2 separate regions of the Mus musculus genome follow, and region 1 is linked to region 2. Evidence: chromatin contacts called from public HiChIP or PLAC-seq data. All regions are on one chromosome and are shown on one strand. Each heading gives the region's core, a stretch centred on a gene start, on an enhancer-like site or on the middle of the called end of the contact. The rest is flanking DNA. Distances are from core to core; before and after follow the strand shown. Region 1 overlaps Acvr1c (activin A receptor, type IC). Region 2 holds the start of Cytip (cytohesin 1 interacting protein).

Evidence for each region. HiChIP or PLAC-seq counts read pairs in DNA pulled down with a chosen protein or histone mark.
Region 1: an H3K27ac HiChIP or PLAC-seq map of bone marrow-derived dendritic cells shows a contact between it and region 2, with 2.0 times the contacts expected there. The contact joins the enhancer-like site here to the promoter of Cytip in region 2. A contact is called at or near these places in 1 of 39 promoter capture datasets (pre-B cells), 1 of 15 datasets of contacts at CTCF or cohesin (large pre-B cells), 1 of 484 Hi-C or Micro-C datasets (embryonic stem cells), 4 of 115 datasets of contacts at active chromatin or transcription factors (DN3 thymocytes, bone marrow-derived dendritic cells, memory CD8 T cells and 1 more) and 2 of 9 other capture datasets (adipose tissue and embryonic stem cells).

What each region holds. Positions count from the first base shown.
Region 1 is chr2:58,308,551-58,311,784 of GRCm38.p6, forward strand. The region is part of intron 2 of Acvr1c (activin A receptor, type IC); the gene reads right to left. Among named protein-coding and RNA genes, the nearest start is that of Gm13544, 33 kb to the left of the region's middle. Within about 2 kb of position 1,326, at least 10 of the 459 cell types and tissues checked have an H3K27ac peak or open chromatin away from gene starts, as enhancers often do. A contact at or near this core is called in adipose tissue and bone marrow-derived dendritic cells, where this site is marked.
Region 2 is chr2:58,158,307-58,161,642 of GRCm38.p6, forward strand. Cytip (cytohesin 1 interacting protein) reads right to left here and starts at 1,816. Exons shown (of 8, transcript NM_139200.4): 1 at 1,576-1,816. The coding sequence starts at 1,749.

The DNA.
Region 1 (3,234 bases), core at 76-2,575, 150 kb after region 2:
GAATTGTCTGCCCTGTCGTGGTGGCCAAGTGCTTACTGTACAAAGACAGGAGATAAAAACATAGTCCAGAAACAACGAAAAGTCAGGCCTGAGATGCCTAGGTGAAACAGGCAGCTACAGGTGACACTGCCTTGAAAACAAAGGAAACAAAAATATTCAACAGAGGATGACAGAGTATAGTCTTCTCTCTCAACCATTGTTTTCAGTAGAACAGAAAGAGAAGGAATGGACAGGGAAGGGGAAAGGGAAAAAGAAGTGGAAAGGGGAGGAAAAGAAGGGGAAGGGAAGAGGAGGGGAAGAGAAAGACAAGTGGAAGGAAGAAGAGAAGGAGAAAGAGTAGGGGAGGGAAGGAAGGAAAAGCAGGCTTAGAACTCACTCTCTATATTCACCCAAAATAGTTAATTACAACATGGAACGGATTTGGGTGGACGGCACCCTGAGACACTTGACAAAAATTAATCTCAGTCTTTTCTGAGGAAATTCATTTAAGCTAGGATTTTACCATTTCTCCAGCTAAGGATGCCAAAACAAACGCACATACAAAAATCACAAACAAGGAATTAAGCCAGGAAGCATGAATCAGCAGTCCCCAAAGCTGCAGACTTCAGCCCACAGAAGCTGTAGACGCTGAAGTGGTTAAATGTCAAAAGTGGGGGGGTGGGGGGTGGAAGGAGGGCGGAGTTTATAAAGTCCAGTTTATACCAAGTCGGAGTAGAGAAGAATTCCTGGAAGGGAGCTGTGCTTCTCTAGCTGACAGACCCGTTACAATATCAATGACACAGAGAAGTTTGGAAGTCACAGGTCCGAGTCTAAAGTCAATTTACTCTGAAATATCTTTAGAGCCAATCTTTGCTTCCCTCTGTGGCAGACCTAACATCAGGGAGCTAGCAGATAAAGCCGAACTGAACATCCTGATAAACAGATTTAAAAAAAAAAAGCTTTAGATAATATTCCTCATCAATCAAAGGACCAGTGATGCCCTTTGAGGTGAGAGCTGTGCTTTTGTGGTAACATTCGTAAAGGAATGTGAGAAAAAATGAGGGGAATGGACTATGGAACTCAAAGAAGTTATTGTGGGGACAAATATACCCTAGGTATAGAAAATGTTTGCCTATTATTTGTTTGCTCTACACAGATGTTTGCCTCCGTGCATACTAACATATGCAAATCAATATATTCCCTTTGAACTAGAAATATTCTTGAAGGGCTAGGATTACTTCTTTTACTTCTGAAAGTAAAATATTCTAGCCAAAATATCATCTCTCCGTATTTCAGAGGAACTGAGAATGAACAGCCTGTAACTGTCATATCTGTAGGGAGGACTACTAGGTGGAAGGGCACAGGGTCAAAATGAGAAGCACAACTCCAGGAAGAGGCAGTGAGTAATACAGGTTTTTCCTTCTGCTCTAAAAGTAGACACGAAAAAGAGATTAGACAGAGAAAGCTCTAGAAAACATGAGTTTCTCTTGCTTAATTAATTTGCATAATCTATATTAAAATTTTAAACATATGATTCCACATTTGTTTTGTGGGCTTGACATGTTTGCTGTTTGTAAAGGCACGAACTTAAGTACTAGTCCAAAAAAAGGTTAGTTTGTGAAATGGTTGTTGCTTTCCAAATTAAAAAAAAAAAAACACTTATATTTGTGCTCATATTGAACTTGGAAAATTATTTCTTTCTTCAACAACATCTCAACAATAACTGTTTTAATAAACTTCAAGAAAGAGAGAAAATTTCCTAGTATTATACTTCTACCAAAATATAAGCTTATTTCTATCAAATAAAACTGCTAACTCCTGAAAATTATACCCATGTGTAAAATTAAACCAGAAGGTACATTTTAAGAGCAAATGATTCAATTTAAATATGATCTAAATTAAATTTCAGTCTTAGTGATGTGAATTAATTTGTCTGAAATCTAATCAATTTTAGGCCATTTAAAAGAAAAAATGTGTGAAGTTAAAATAGTAACTAACATTTTGAATAGTTTTTTTTATACTCATGAATTAAAATAATAAATGCCCTTGCTCCATTTACAAATTCTACCCTTTAACATCAGTTAAAAAGCGGTGTTTCTTAAGCTGTGAAAAAGCCTATCCATGGGAGCCGACGGGCACTTTTTTTTTTTAAGGAAATAGCAATGATTGAAGTACCTTATACATTTTAAAGATTTGTTTTGTAAAAATCTTGTTCTATGTCCATGTGAGGTGAAACAAATTATACAAAATGAGTGTCTTTCTGTGTCACAATAGAAGCTTCATGAAAGCCCCTATAAGCTGTTAGGAATTAGCATCAAACATTTAAAAAGCATTTTGAAGAAGGAAGAAAGTAAGCACCAGCAGTTTCCAGCTGTGTGTTACTAGGACCACAGCAGTGTGCAAATGGGGTGGAGGAGGCACAAGCTTTATTCAATGTCGAAATTTTGTCACAAAGAAAGGAACCAAGAGGTCAGGTACTACAAACAAGACCTGAGGAAAAAAAAGAGGGCCACCTGGTTCTTCATCAAATCACCCATCCACAAATGGCCTGTAGGGTGATGGATGAAAGGTAGGAAGCATGGGGGCAAAGATCCTTTCACAATCCTAAAGAGAGGTTCCACATCTACACAACAGCTTCTGGTCAGCTCCTGACTCTTTCTGCAGAGCTGACCATGGACATGAATCTCGCTGTCAAGTACTGCAGAGATAGCACCCTGCTTTTCAGAGTGCTTTTCTATATTTCAATATGTACATGATCACATTTGAAACTGACATCTCCGGAATAGGCAAAGCATGGTTACCGACCATACTCTCTGATGACATGAAAATGGTGCAATTGTTGGCACCAGTTGTGCGGATGTTTAGCTTACAGTTTTTAGCCTTTCTTCATATAGCTACTGGCCCATGAATTGCTAATAGCCATTTTTAGCTCCTCCCCCACCCCTTTACTCCCATCCCGACCAGAACAGCACCATAGAAAGACTCTACATGTCCTACAAGTAGCCCTATTCAATTTAATCCCCATTTACCATAAACTGCCACTAGATGGTACGAATCCTTAGTTTCAATAAAGGGGTTGGAATTCAATGACGTACACAGCATTTCTTGTAGACATAATAGTTAATGGGTACAAAACATACATTTCCTCTTCTATGGATAATGTTTAGAACTCAATTACGGCAACCTATTGTCATAGAGTAATCTTAATAAAGTCATGAAAATGCTTGGGCAAAAATGAATATACACTTAATAATT
Region 2 (3,336 bases), core at 566-3,065:
CTTAGGAAGCCTAAGACAGTTTATGGAGACATATTACATATACACCTGCTCAAACTGTCCCCTAATGCTAACCCTTCTCCAGCCCTCAGGGCTGACATATAGTTTGATTTACCTGGCAGGGACTGGCAACGTGTAAAGCCTGAGCTGAGAACAAGATCTGGAAAGATTCCCTCCGTGGTGCAGTTATTAACAGTATTTTTCCTGGTAAGTGATATATGCCGAGAACAAATAGTAGGATAGCAAATGATCAGAATTTGGTGTAATGGCTTTGTATTAAATAGAAAGAGAAACAGACTGCTCTCTGTTTAGAATCTGAGTAAACCCGTTGGCGTTTCCTGTGTTGCCCATTTATAAATCGATACAGATGTTCACCAAACTTTGTATTATAAAAACACGTTGGATTGAGAATGACAATCAACTACTAGCAAATGAGCTTCATCACTGTGGAAAATGCCAAGGAATCCACTCACCACATCAGGTCCTGACTCTCCCCTACGCTTCAACTTTGTAATGCTGAAGTTAGATGAGCTCAGAGGAGAACACAATATGCACAATGTAGTAAGCCACAAAGCTGTGTTTTAAGTCAGTTCTAAACATCTTGTGCATGACTGTTTATATAAATTCAAATACACACCTTGGACCTTATAGAAAAGTATATGATCAAAATACATAAAGTGGTATATAGTTCATTCTTATGTATTACAAATGGAAGACCAAAGATTCAGAACAAATTCACTAGACACATACTTTTCCAGTTGAGTTTTCATCTCTAAAGACATTTCATAAAAATTTTCGAACAGCCTTTATTGAGTGCTGAGTGCCCTGTACATTTCCTTACTTAAAGGGCAGAGGGTTCAAGGAAGTTGTTTCTGCTGTTACCTAATCAAGTGAATGGAGTTTAGTTTGATAGCTTCCTTTTCAGAAAGACATAATGTGAGGGGGGCAGCTACCAACTTGCTCTGTATGCCACAGCTACCAAGCAGCCCATTCACCTCCCCGAAATAGTCCTACTTCCCAATAGCCCAAGGTTCTATCATTGCTCCAGGACTGAAGAATTCACTTGGCTGACAGAGGTAGTGTTCAAGGAGAAGTCTTCTCTCGATTGTGAACTGACGGGGCCTGGAGGTAAGCCCAGAGGGAGACAATGAACAGACACACAAACGGAGGAGTGTTGATCGTGTGGGTTGTGTACCTGTAAACGACCTTCATGTTCATTGTTCTCAACAACTTTCATTTTACCTGAGCACATCTTTAAATGAAGATAAATATTTGAGTCTTACTTTAAAAAAAAAAAAAAGTGACTGTTTTTCTATCCTTCAACTGTGATACTATCTCTGGTAGACATGTCACCTCCCCCCTCACATGTACTCTCAGTCATTAACTCCTAAGTTAATTGGGTAGTAGACAGAGGTTCTCCTCAGGGAAAAGAACTCTCCTTTGAATAAGAACCGAAATGACTCCTAAGCGCGGGGAATAAGGCTGGTAGTCAAAGTTAACAGAGACACGCAGGAGCAGGTACCACTTTCAGCAGAGGTCAGGCAAACGTGAACACTCTAGACAGCGCAGCAACCTTACCTGCTTTCGTCCCCGGGGCAAAGTAGCTACAGTGTCTGCCAGCACTTGAATCCTTCGGTTGTCTTCCATCGTGAGCTGGCCCGTGAGGACGGAGTAGGAGCCGTAGGCAGAGTCAGCACAGTACTCCAAATTGCCATTGCTGCCCTGCCGCTGCAGAAACCTTTGCAGAGACATTGTGGGCAAAGATTAATCCCGCCAACACATGGTTCCCTGGCCTTGCAGGAGGGAGGAAGCGAAATGCACAGCCCTCTGACACGCAGTCGAAAAAGTAGCAAAGCCAACAGAACCCATGTGACTGCTGTGGTTTGAGACACTGTTGCACAAAGCCTATAGAGGAGGTCACTCCTACTCTCCAGTGCTCCTGAGAGAACCTTGCGTTCCTTTTCTACAATTAAAAAAAAAAAAAAAGAAAAAGAAAAAAATCAGTGTACTTTTCCTCCCTCAAACAGCCGGAACATAGAGTTTGATACTCTATGGCTACGGGTACTCAAAACAGAATTTTCCAGAGAAAGAAAAGAAAAGAAAACAACTTTGTTCAAGTTCGCTCATTTGCTTCCTACCCGTTTGCTCATTTAATATTAGCACCCCCGTGCACTTAACAGACTGTGCCCTCACTCACTCTTTTGGCTGTAAATGTCACAGGTGCTGGCCAGGTTGTTCTCTGGTAAAGTCCTTGTGGTGTTCCTCCCTCTACCTCATTAAAGTTCATCAAAAATGCATTCTGTCCCTAGAGCTGTAGCCGTTTGACATTCACCTAATTGCCTTTATGCCGCTTTATTCTTACCGCAATTACCCATCAGCTTTATAAGAACATAACGGGGAGGGGAAGGAAAGGCAGCGTATTTAGTGCAGAACATTGTTCGTATCTGGGGCTACTCATACCTACAACTTTAGGGGGGAAGAAAGCAGTGGGAAAGAAGGGGGTAGTCAAGCTGAGATAACACAGGATGGTTCCTGTGGCAGTGTGCCATCACGGTGGGGGGAGGGACTTGAAAACAGTTGCTTTTTTTATTTTTTAAATTTTGTATTTTTCAAGTAGTTGAAGATAACGGGTTTCACCCAGAAGCAGGAAAGTACGTAAAAGGCAGAATCAAAGCAAAAATAAAAAGGAGAAGTTTTAAATAGCACAGAAGTCAAACACGCACGTAAAAGTCGTTTGGAAGGTCACTACTAGAGTTTACAAGAGTTAGAAAAGCTCCGAGCTAGAATGGAATGCGTGCACTAGAACTCGAAGTGGGTTCAACCCAAGCAGAACTGGCCAAGTGTGAGTCATAAAGTCGTCAGAATTAATGAAAAGAGGAAGCCGGATCGGAGAACGGTAACGCTCTAACACAGCATGACTCCTTACTGTTGGAACTGAATAAGAATAGAAAGAAGACGATGTCCCTTAAAACATATAAAATCTAAGTTGGAGATTACAAGCACACATCCTTCTAGGGGGCAGATATGTGTAATTCAAAAGAAAGTGCTGGTAACTTTGGTAGCTTAACAATTTTTTTTTTCCTCTAGGAATTTTACAGTCAGGTAAATGTGTTAATACTTGCAAACATTGAATCAAGCCAAGTTCTATAGATGAAAACAGTAACTGTACAAATTCAGTGTTATGAGGTATTAGTCTGTAGATTGCAGACATTAATGATTGACTGGAAGCATGTTTCACTATATGCCATAAAATGCACCTAACATGCTGACTCTTTCAATAACTACATTTACATTTATATTCCACTAGTATTAAAAAAAAACAAAGGCACATCTGCTCCC